Regions from separate parts of the Mus musculus genome. Here region 2 is linked to region 1. Evidence: chromatin contacts called from public promoter capture Hi-C data. All regions are on one chromosome and are shown on one strand. Each heading gives the region's core, a stretch centred on a gene start, on an enhancer-like site or on the middle of the called end of the contact. The rest is flanking DNA. Distances are from core to core; before and after follow the strand shown. Region 1 overlaps Cdhr3 (cadherin-related family member 3). Region 2 overlaps F730043M19Rik (RIKEN cDNA F730043M19 gene).

Region 1 (5,448 bases), core at 2,117-4,616:
AGCTCTGCGGATTCACCCAAAAAGTCTAGAAAGGAGATAGCTGTGGGGTTGGCAATCAAAGAGCCTGAAATAGTCTCCACAGCACAGATAAAAAGGCAAACTGATAGGATGGGGAAGAGAAAGCAAGCCCTCCCCTGGGCACCAGTCTGCTTTGTACTGTGCCTTCTAAAATGCAGCTGTTAGCAGTCTGGCTGAGAAGGGAAACAGCCACCCGGAGGGCAGCTTCAAACTCCTTGGTTCTCTCTTGTGATTTTAAAGATGGACCTCTTAGGCTCTGAGACAGCTTTGCTTCAGTGTTCCTGGATGGTATCGAGGTGTGTCTGCAGGAGCCTGCATTCTAGCAAGGGCAGGGCACCACCTCATTTTGCTCAGGGTGTTCGCTTGCCAGCATCCCCATCCCTCAACAGCCGTGAGTTGAAAGGATGCAGTTGAGTTACACTGGATGCTGAATTGAAAGCTTGCCCAATCCCTTGCATTTTCCTATTTCCTTGTCTCTCAAAACTTCTGCCAGTACGAAGCATGAAAGTTTCATTGTGGGTTATGAGATGAAATCTTCAAGCTGACCCAGGTGTGACCACGTCTGAGTGTGATGTAGCCAAGGCAGATGTGGAAACAGCTCCTCACCTTATGTTAAGGCCAGGCAGCGAGTGCTGTTTCTGCTGTTGAGACTGTCTCCCCATTTCATCCCTGAGTGGAGATGTCTGGCTGTCTGCTTTGTGGGTGTGATGTTTCTGTTGGGAGGCTGAAAACACGGACATATTTACTCTTTCCCCGTGTGTGGTGCTGACTGAAGATCACTTTATTTCAGATGTCAGCAAGTAGCTCTTCCCAGCTCTCCCTGTTTTCTTTGTACTCACTGGAAGTCCTCTTGTAAGAGTGCCTGGCAGTGCCTTCCTGCATACTCATCACAGAGAGGAAGTTGCCCCTTCACACAGAGAATGTGGTCACAGACCCCACCTACTGTGGCCCTGAGTTCTGGCAGCCAGGTATAGTGAGGAGCTGAGTGTGGAATATGAATGATAATCATATTTGTTCTCTCTATTTTGGTAGATGTGAAATTAGGCCATTTTTTAGATAGATATAGGTATAGGTATGTGTATAGGTACAGGTATATGTATAGGTACAGATATATATTTTTACAGACATGAATGAATCTTAGATACCCAAATCAAATATTAAAACTTTTTATCTCCTGCCACATTGGCTACCAGGGCAGCCAAGGAAAGACTGTTTGGCATGAGAGTCTGAGGCACTGTCCCCAAAAGCTAGCCTTGTTCCTTTCATGGGGCACACCCAGCATACACTATAGAGGCTTCAGAGCAGGATTTAAGCAGCTCATCTGACTGGAACCAGATGCTTTTCTGTGACTGGGCTGTCCTGTGTGACGGAGTGTGTTTGGCAGCATCTCCCTCAAGGTGGGAAGAACGGCTCCCTCCCCAAGTTGTGACAACCAAAAAAAATGTGTCTAGCTGTAATCATCTCTCAGCTTGGAACCACTGCCCAGAAGGATGGGGCAAATATTCCCCCTATGTTGTCTTCTTACTGTCCTAGAAGCCTAATGGTCACCACTGACACTGGAGACTATATGCGTATCCCTGGCTTTTTCAGTGGACATTCAGGGCTCCATTAAGTGCTCAGTAATCTCCATTCCCACGGAGCTCACTGGTGACACTGGTATTGCTGATCCAGGGAGTAATGTTGAAAGCCAGGACCAGTCTGTGCAGGCCGCGAAACATCTGTATTATCCTTTTTTTCTCGCTGTGATAAAACACCACAGCCAAAGCAACTTACACAAAGAAAGGTTTAATTGGAGCTTATGGTTCTAGAGGATAAGAGTCCATCATCACACAGCAGGAAAACATGACAGCAGGCAGACATGGCAGCCAGAATAATGGCAGAGGGCTCACAGCTCTAACCTCAAACAGGAACCAGAGATCAAATTGGAAAGGAGTCTTTGGAAACCTCAAAGCCTGCCTCTAGGGACAGACTTCCTCCAGTGAGACCACACCCTCTAAGCCCTCCCCTTGAAAATCACCAACTGGGGAGCAAATATTCAAATGCCAGACACTCCCGTGGAACATTGTATCATTCAGACCACCAAGCATCCTTATGACCCTGGCTAGGAAGTTCCTAGACCCAATCTAGTGGATGGAAGACAAAACCATCCTGCATTAGAAACAAGATTCTGTTGGTTATAGAAGACAGGCTGTCTCTTTCCTCTGACTCTGTCTCTGGCCCCTGCTACCCCTGGCTTTGCTGGTTCACCCCACCAAAGTCACAGACTCTGGGGGACACTGGGCAAGGAGGCCCAAGCATTGGAGCCACCTTTTGGACAAAGTGAGCATGCTCCTCCCTAACAATGAAATACATGGTGGAAGAACCCTCCTCACGCATAATATTGGGCCCAGGATTCAGGGCAGAGCCCATGGGGTAGGCTAGTGTGAGGTCCTGGCTACAGATTGTCTCTGCTTCTCTCTTAATCCAGCCTGAGGCTCTCTCTTGTGTCTGTTTTCTCTGGCCCTCCCTATGGGACAGCTGTGGTGAGTCAGGGGCAGCTAAATGATCCGAGGCCCCCCCTACATGAAGGCAGCCATTTAGAGCAGAGATGAAGATTGCCTTCCTTCAAGGAGGGCATGGGAAAGTGGCACCTTAAGACAGGAAAATTAAAGGTGACTCTGCACCCCTGAAATAATCTCACTTCTGACCTTTTACAAAAGCTTGGAGCCTGAGAAAGGTCAGTAAGCAGGCACGTGGAGTTATAATATGCACAGTGCCCCTTGGAGAACAGTGTGATGACTTCTAACTGCCAGAGGCTTAGAGAGCTGGCCTCATGGGGAATGCCATCTGGAAAGATGCCCAGGTTCCATGTGGAAGAGTTGTATCCTCAGGCGAAGGAGGAGGAGGAGGAGGAGGAGGAGGAGGAGAGGAAGAGGAAGAGGAAGAGGAAGAGGAAGAGGAAGAGGAAGAGGAAGAGGAAGAGGAAGAGGAAGAGGAAGAGGAAGAAGAAGAAGAAGAAGAAGAAGAAGAAGAAGAAGAAGAAGAAGAAGAAGAAGAAAGAAGACGAAGAAGTTGACAACAACGAAGGGGGAGGAGGAGGGGGGAGGGGGAGGGGAGGGGGGAGGGGATGAAACAAAGACCAGAGATTCTAGAGAAGACACAAAACTGGGCTTCTGGCATCATCCACAGGAAGGGACTCAAGCACAAATTAAGAAGCCTGAGGCTCTGAACATCTTGTCCAGATGGGTTTTTAAAAAGAATCCAGACACCTTTTGAACAGAAACTGGGAGGAGAGAAGCTGACTGGGTAGAGGAAGTGTCTTTATGTGAGAGGATGTTAAGGATAGGACAGGCATCAGGCAGGCAGGCAGGCAGCGGCTGTGACCACCTAAATTGCTGCTGTAATGGCCTGGCATTCTTCTTTGCATCCGCAAGGATGTGAAATACAGACAGCAGTCACCCCTCCTCTCAGCTGCTGTGTTCTCTCTGCATGTTGATGCAGCACAAGCCGTGCGGTGCTATATTTAGCGCACACCAAAATACCTACCACCCAGTCTGCACCCTCCCCTGCCCTGCAAATTAGCCACGGCTGCAGTGTTTCTGTTTCAGCCCCAGGAGAGTGTACTCTGTCCCAGAAGAAGTGCCTCTAGGAACCATGGTGGCGAACATCACAGCAATGGATCCTGATGATGAGGGTTTTCCTGGCCGCCTCCTCTACAGCATCACTACCACCAGCAGCTATTTCATGGTAGACCAGCGTGAGTCATGCACAGTAGCCTCTCCTGCATCCTCGAATGTGAATGTTGAGTGGGTTTTACAATGCTTTCTCTTCCCTCAGGCCTTTCTATCTAGGTTCACCCTTACTTGTCAGGGAAAGGGCGTGTTAAAGGCAGCAGACACCCACCAAAATGGTGGTCTGAGGAGGTCTGTGTGTGAGCAGCTGGGTTACCTTTCACCTTTATGGGAAATATGAAAATATTCTTCTTAACTGCCATTATGATTAAGGTGCAACCCCTGTAAATAGAATGCACATGTCACCATCTGTGTAAAAATGAAGACTTAAGGATATAAAGAAAATTATATTTTGTGGTGAGTTTCTTTTTGTTTGTTTGTTTGTTTGGTTTTGGTTTCTTGAGACAGAGTTTTTCTTTATAGCACTGGCTGACCTGAAACCTGCTCTGTAAACCAGGCTGGCCTCAAACTCAGAGAGCTACCTGAGTACTAGGATTAAAGGCATGAACCACCACTGCCCAGTGACACACACACACACACACACACACACACACACACACACACACACCACAGTGCTGGGGATTCAACCCAGGACCTCATCTATGCTAGGCAAACACTCTACCTCCGAACTTCCCACACCTTTTTTCTGAGTATTTAAACTAAGACTCTGGTTCCAAGTAATAAAAGTGACAGCAAATCTAGCTAAGCACAAGACAGTAGAAAGGAAGAGAAGATAGGAGAGGAGGAGAAGGGAGAGGGGAGAGGGGAGAGGGGAGAGGGGAGAGGGGAGAGGGGAGAGGGGAGAGGGGAGAGGGGAGAGGGGAGAGGGGAGAGGGGAGAGGGGAGGGGAGAGGGGAGGAAGAGGCACATCTCATAAGAAAGAGTCAGATAATCAGGGCAGAGGACCTCAGCAGCTCAAGTTCTGGGCTTTTGCCTGCAGCTCCAACTGTAGCTCACTCACTCTCCGATGTGTGTTTCTTAGCAACAGATTCTCCAATAGAGAATCCAGTGGATCAAATTGAAGTCAGCTACCCACCAGTTCTGTCAGCAGTGGACAGTGCTGTACTCAGGGCCCAACCCTGAACTGTAAAGTGTAGCTTTAGAGAAAGATCAGGTCAGGTGTTCCAATAAACATCAAACCCAGAAACACACGACATGTCTGTAGAGGGGCTATTCCCGGTGCAAGCTGATCATCATTCTGGCACAGTCTTTTCCTGTGTTCTCCATTGTCTTCTAATCTTTGCCTCCTTAGTGACAGGGACAATCCAAGTGGCCCGAAGGCTAGATCGAGATGCAGGCGAACTGAGACAGAATCCCATCATTTCTCTGGAAGTTCGAGTGAGAGACAGGCCCTCTGGGGGTCAGGAGAACCGCATGCAGATAACCTTCATTGTGGAAGACATCAATGACAACCCTGCAACATGCAGAAAGCTCACTTTCAGGTAGTCACCAGTTGGAATGTATCCCCTCTTGGGTGGTGCTTGACCCATGGATTCTCTGATAAGGCATGGCATTGGGGACTGACTCTCTACAAGCCGATTTGAGGTGTCCCATTTCCTTCAAAGATCGTTTTGTTATTCCTTACCCATTTCCATCCCTCCTCATTATTTCTCCTTCACTTTCCACCTGTTTTTACAGCTTTTTAATTTTGTTCCATTTGCACCACAGGCCCTCTCTGGACTGTGTCTTTTCTTTACTTACTACTGCCAGGGGTGAAATG
Region 2 (5,448 bases), core at 1,407-3,906, 66 kb before region 1:
AAACTAAGCTACAAACGGTGTAGCTTGCATTTCCTATCACATGTTGAGAAAAGTCCAAAGACAAGAAGGGATTGGCATGAAATCACAGTGGGGCCTCTCAGAGAGGAGAGGGTGGGAGCCCACAGGGGCGCTCCCCCAACAGGCCATTCTCCAGGACTTGGGATGCTCTGACTTGACCCTGGAGGTAACTGCACTGTTTGCCCTGTGATTGTTCCTTATACCATGCATTTGTTTTGAACACTTTAATCCAGGAGTATTTTATTCCACAATTTAAGCAGGTTTAAAAAGGAGATAGCTAACACTTGTAAAACGCTTGGCACGGTGCCTAGCCCATATTAAGAACTCAACAGATGGCAATTTTATTTACTGTTCTAACTCGGTTGTTAGAGCCGCCTTGTCTCCTAAGCAACCTTCCCGCATCTCCTGGGTGAATGTTGTCTCCATGAAGCCTGGCTTGGAGGCTTAGAATCCGGACTCTTGTTTCCCAGGGCGACCCCCTGTGAGACCTGCTGGGCTTTCCCAGTGGAAGGTGTGGTGTATAAAACGGGCTCACACCCTCCTCATGTGCTGCCAGAGTTTGGCAGTGTGCAAAAATAAAATAAAATAATGCAATTCCCAAAAACTAGTCTGCTAAAACGAACACTGTGCATCCTGGGGACCAAGCTAGAGTCCTGCCTGCTGGCATTTGGAGGTCAAGATTGAACCCAGTGGCAAGCTAAGTGGCAAGCGCTAAAGAAAAGGGAGCAGGGAGTTGGCTGGGCAGGGAGGCACACATTTGTAATCCCAGCGCTCTGGAAGTGGAGGCAGGAGGATCAGAAATGTAAGGTGGTCCTCAGCCCCCCTCACTTGGTAGCTAGCTTGGGATACATGAGACCCTGCCTCAAACAAAACAGAGCAAAGCACAAGCAACAAACAGAAAAGAAGAAACAATGGGGAGAGGGAGGGAGGGAGGGAGGGAGGGAGGGAGGGAGGGAGGGAGGGAGGGAGGGAGGGGTGAAATGGTACCTGTGAATCTGAAAGATACCTCTGAGTACCAAGTAAGGCAATGGGCCAGAAGAACCCTGGGGTAGCTGCTATGATATATATATATATATATATATATATATATATATATATATATATATATATATATATATATATATATATATATGTCTTCAGTTCCACGGACAGGCAAGCAATCACTATCTTAAGGGTTTCTAGCAATGTCTCTCTTCCTTCCAAACCTAACACTGCAATCCTACACCGCAACCACTAAACAGCCTGTATCATACTATCTGATTAGTGCTGTTCACCACAAGCAGGGTGGAGTGCTAATTCGCAGAGAGCTGCTGCCAGTCATTTGCAAGTTGGCAGCCCCGCAGAGACACACGTCTGCAGGAATGTGCTGAAGGTCACACAGCCAGCAAGTGCCAGACCAAGAAGGATCTTCCTTTGTGATTGGTTCAGAAGGGAGGGGGTGGAGGGTGGGGGTGGCAGCAGGAGTGGCCTAGAGGCTTGGAGTTAGATGGATGCCTGGTTTGCTAACAGTTCAGAAACTACTTAAACTGACCCAGGGTGGAAATGGGGGTCTGGGTGTGGTTAAGGAGACAGAAGCACTCCCTCTGGCAGCTTGAATGGCTGAACAGCTTCCTGCTGAGTGGTGAGTTAGAAGAAATGGCTTACAAGATCCTGAAAGGAGCCATCATGAAAAGTCCTGTTTTGTGCAGAGCTTCTGATGGGGACTAGCTTTTAGCTTTTGTTTTAAAACTCAACTCTCCAAAATCCCAAAGCATGCCACCATGTTTATGCTCTGCAATCGTATCACCCGTGGGTGCATCTCTAGAGCTCTAGAATAGGTCAGACTCCAGTAAGGCTGCTTGCATGTAGATGACAGTTGCACAGAGCCTCTGGCAATTTAAACAGACTAAGCCTCTAAGAGAGAGAAAGAATTTGCACACCCCCCCTCCCCACTTCTTTGACCCCACACCAGTGACACCGATCTTTCCGTGGCAACCTTCCTGCCATCGGAGGGTGAACAGCTTGTGTGTGTGCCGTGTGCTGTGTGTGCAGCACTGGCCGTGGCAGTTGGCTGTGTTTGGACACTTTGCAATCTGTACTCTGTGCTTTTGTTTCCAGGGTCTCGTGAGCCACTTTACTCTGCTCATGACTCTCCGGTGGAAACATCTTGCTTCCATGGTTCAGAGTGCCTGTGTGTCAGGAATGATGGACATGCTAATTTGGAGCAGGCTTCCATTAAACCTTTGCCATGATTTGGCAAAACTGCCTTGGCTGTGGCTGGTATTCTGACCCAGGAATGGAAACAGATTCTGGCATCTCTCTGTGGCAAGAATAACACAGCTGAGTTGTATGTTGTGGTTCTTACAGTCTCTTAATACTATTTTATAGAGACTTACAAATTGTCCCATGTTCAGCTCAATTTGTTGTTTATTGATTTTTTTTCTTTCATTTGTTTGTTTGTTCGTTTGTTTGTTTATTAAGGCATCTTTCTATATAGCTCTGGCTAGTTTGGAACCCACTCATTCGTGCCATCATGCCTGGCCCACATCTGCTATTTTGATAGGCTTTTTCTTTTAAGCAGTTTTTGATTGATGGCAAAACTGAGCAGGAAGTACAGTTTCCAAAACATGTAACTTCCTCCTCTATGAATATTTCTCAGCCAAGTGGCACATGTGTCACAGATGAGGGTCTGACACTGTCATCACTGTCACCCCTGTATATCCACCATTGTAGTGGTTTCACTGCCCTGAGAAATACCTGGCTTATTTATCTCTGCTCTCTGCTAACCCCCTGTAAAGCCACAGCTTTGTCTTAACCATCCCAGTAGGTGTTCTTTTCCGGTCTGCTCTTTTTCTTGTGTGTGCACTTAAGATTGTTCTGTGTCATTCTATGGCTTGGCAGCTCATTTCTTTTCAGTGCTGAGTAATACTCCATTTGTCTGGATGTACCACAGTGTTTCCTTTCTTCCGTTCTCCTGCTGAGGGACATCTTGGCTGCTTCCTCATTTTAGCAAGTCTGAATGAAGCTGAGATAAACATCCACGCGCAGGTTTCTGTGTGGACATAACTTTTCAATCTTTTGGGTAAATACCCAAAAAGCATGATTACCGGATCATATGGTAAGAGTATATTTAGTTTTGTGAGTCTGCCAAGCTGTCTTCCAACGTGGCGGTTCCACCGGCAGCATAGTGAAGTCCCTGCTTCTAGTCTTGGCAGCGTTTGGCACTGCCAGTGTTTTTAGATGTTAGCCACGCTAATGGTTGTATGATGGCATCTTCCTGTTGCTCTCATTTTCATTCCCGAGTACTGGATGCGTCTTCCATCTCTATATCTTCTTTGATGAGGCATCTGTTCAGAGAGTTTGCCCATTTTAAAACTATGTTCGTTGCTCATATCCCTATTGGGTTTTAAGAGGGTCTTGTGGAGTTTGGATAACGGTCCTTCATCGGGTATGTCTTCTGCCAGTATAGTCTCCCAGCCTTGGCTTTCCCTGTTTTCCTGCACATACAACACTGTGATGTTATATGTGGTAGGGGTTATAAATGCATTTAAAGGAAGCGTTTCCTTTTAGGTTGCTTATTCTCATGGAGAAAAGTCTACTGCCTGGGCATAGCAGTCCTCTGGTGTTTTTATATTGGCTGTCTGTGATACTGATAAGAGATCATAGGTGTGACAAACCGTCCAGAGACCTGCCCTACTGGGACGTTGTCTTACTCAGGAAGAGTTTAAGCAAAACTCTCCTGGCCTGTGTATTCAGATCCTGCACTGGAAGACTGGATGTTACTGGTGATCTAAGACTACCAATGACTGGTAATTACACAGTCTTTCAGAATCCATGTTCACTGGCGTCACCTCCATGGCTTAGTGAAATAGCAAATGACTTACCCAAATGAGGTGGGCTGTGGCAAGAATCATCTTTATTTCGTTTGCCTGGCATAACCATTTCTAAGTAGCATGGAGTTCTAAGCTGTGTGCTTCATGTAACTTCCCATGAAGTTGAGTCTCACATGGGTGAATGGACAAGACACTCTGGCACGCCCCGCCCCCAAGTAATGCAGGCAGGGCTATTTCGATGTGTAGGTGGAAAACAGCGTGCTAGAGCCCAGCACAAGCTCAGAGACCTGCAGTTGGACACAACCAATCCACTGAATCAATAGGCAAGGTGCCACTGCAGAATGTGGTGCCCGGCCTTCAGTCTGAGCTGAGCAGCAGAGAAGCAACCATTTCTTAAGACAGCATCAGCTTTAGCTAACAAGAGCTGAACCGGGCATCCAGGCTGTGCTCCCAACACCAGTCTCTGCCTCATAAGTCATCAAGGTCCCTAGAGATGGCATTCTTTTTGACATTCAAGAAGTTCTGAAGGACAGAAAGGAGTGAGAGGGGCCAAGGGACACAGCCCTGTCTCTAGCCAGGAAGAATTTCTGAGCCACCTGACTGCAAACACTCTTCTTGGTGAGACTGCCACAAATGGTCTCCAGAAATGCATCTCTCAGTCTTAGTTTCTAGCCTGGTGAGTGACAATTTCTGCCAACTCAGCACTGTGATAAGAGTAGTCACAAACCAATTTCAGCCAGCTCAGTACTGTTGCAAGATGAGTCACAGACCACTGTCTGGCACATAGTAGGGACTCAAGAAGTGCTAGGAAATCAAAACATCCATCCTTATTCAGTCTCACCCCAACCAGAAGAACCCAGGTGTGGCCTAAAGACACATGGCTTCTGCTGGGAGTGGGATTCTGTCTTTCATAAGCAAAATTGCCAATGAAAACTAGCTTTAAAAATGATGGTGAATTTGTATCAGTTCATGTCACTGGAAAGTTTTACCAGGCCAGCTTTAGCTTGACTCAGAAGCCCTAGGATATAGTAAAAGACCTGGCTCCTCTCCTCCCCTGCTTCTGCTCCCCTTTCTCTGCACCCCATTTATCTCATCCACTGGTCTTCCCCCCACTCCTCCTCTTCTTCCTCCTCCTCCTCCTCTCCTTCCTTCTTTTCCCCTCATCCCCCCTTTCTCCAGGATCCTGATATATCGCTCAGGCTGGTTCTGAACTCCTGCAGTTTGCTGCTTCATCCTCGATGGAGGTGAGACCACAGACAGCATTATGCCTGGCACCGACCTGGTTTCAACTCGGCTTCTAAGGTTTGAGCTCCTTCCCAAGTCTGGCCTCCCTTATCTGTACAAGATGGTCGTGAACAGACGTCTGGGTCCATCTGTTACATTTTTTTACCCCGTGACGGGAAACTCTTTGTGACAAGAGCTATCACAAGACAGAAGTCTGTTTCTTCCTCAAAAAAAGAGAAGCTTTGAGAGTCTGGGGCTGATTCTCTGATGCCACTCTTCACGTCTAGCATGATCCTCCACTTCCTGGAGCATGGCTCTTTCTTTAAGGTCACCTCAAGGTCCAAATGACTTCTGGAGCTCCAGCCATTACATCTAACACCTGCATTTTAGGCTG

What was found. Capture Hi-C pulls out chosen DNA fragments and counts their contacts.
Region 2: a contact with region 1 is called in a promoter capture Hi-C map of adipose tissue, with 2.2 times the contacts expected there. The contact joins two enhancer-like sites. A contact is called at or near these places in 13 of 39 promoter capture datasets (the 3T3-L1 cell line, 3T3-L1-derived adipocytes, cranial neural crest and 7 more), 1 of 484 Hi-C or Micro-C datasets (nephron progenitors) and 2 of 9 other capture datasets (adipose tissue and liver).

The regions. Positions count from the first base shown.
Region 1 is chr12:33,059,954-33,065,401 of GRCm38.p6, reverse strand. Cdhr3 (cadherin-related family member 3) reads left to right here. Exons shown (of 20, transcript NM_001024478.1): 7 at 3,606-3,754; 8 at 4,981-5,170. Among named protein-coding and RNA genes, the nearest start is that of Cdhr3, 30 kb to the left of the region's middle. Within about 2 kb of position 3,366, at least 54 of the 459 cell types and tissues checked have an H3K27ac peak or open chromatin away from gene starts, as enhancers often do. A contact at or near this core is called in adipose tissue, where this site is marked.
Region 2 is chr12:33,125,564-33,131,011 of GRCm38.p6, reverse strand. The region is part of intron 4 of F730043M19Rik (RIKEN cDNA F730043M19 gene); the gene reads left to right. Among named protein-coding and RNA genes, the nearest start is that of Atxn7l1, 19 kb to the left of the region's middle. Within about 2 kb of position 2,656, at least 47 of the 459 cell types and tissues checked have an H3K27ac peak or open chromatin away from gene starts, as enhancers often do. A contact at or near this core is called in adipose tissue, where this site is marked.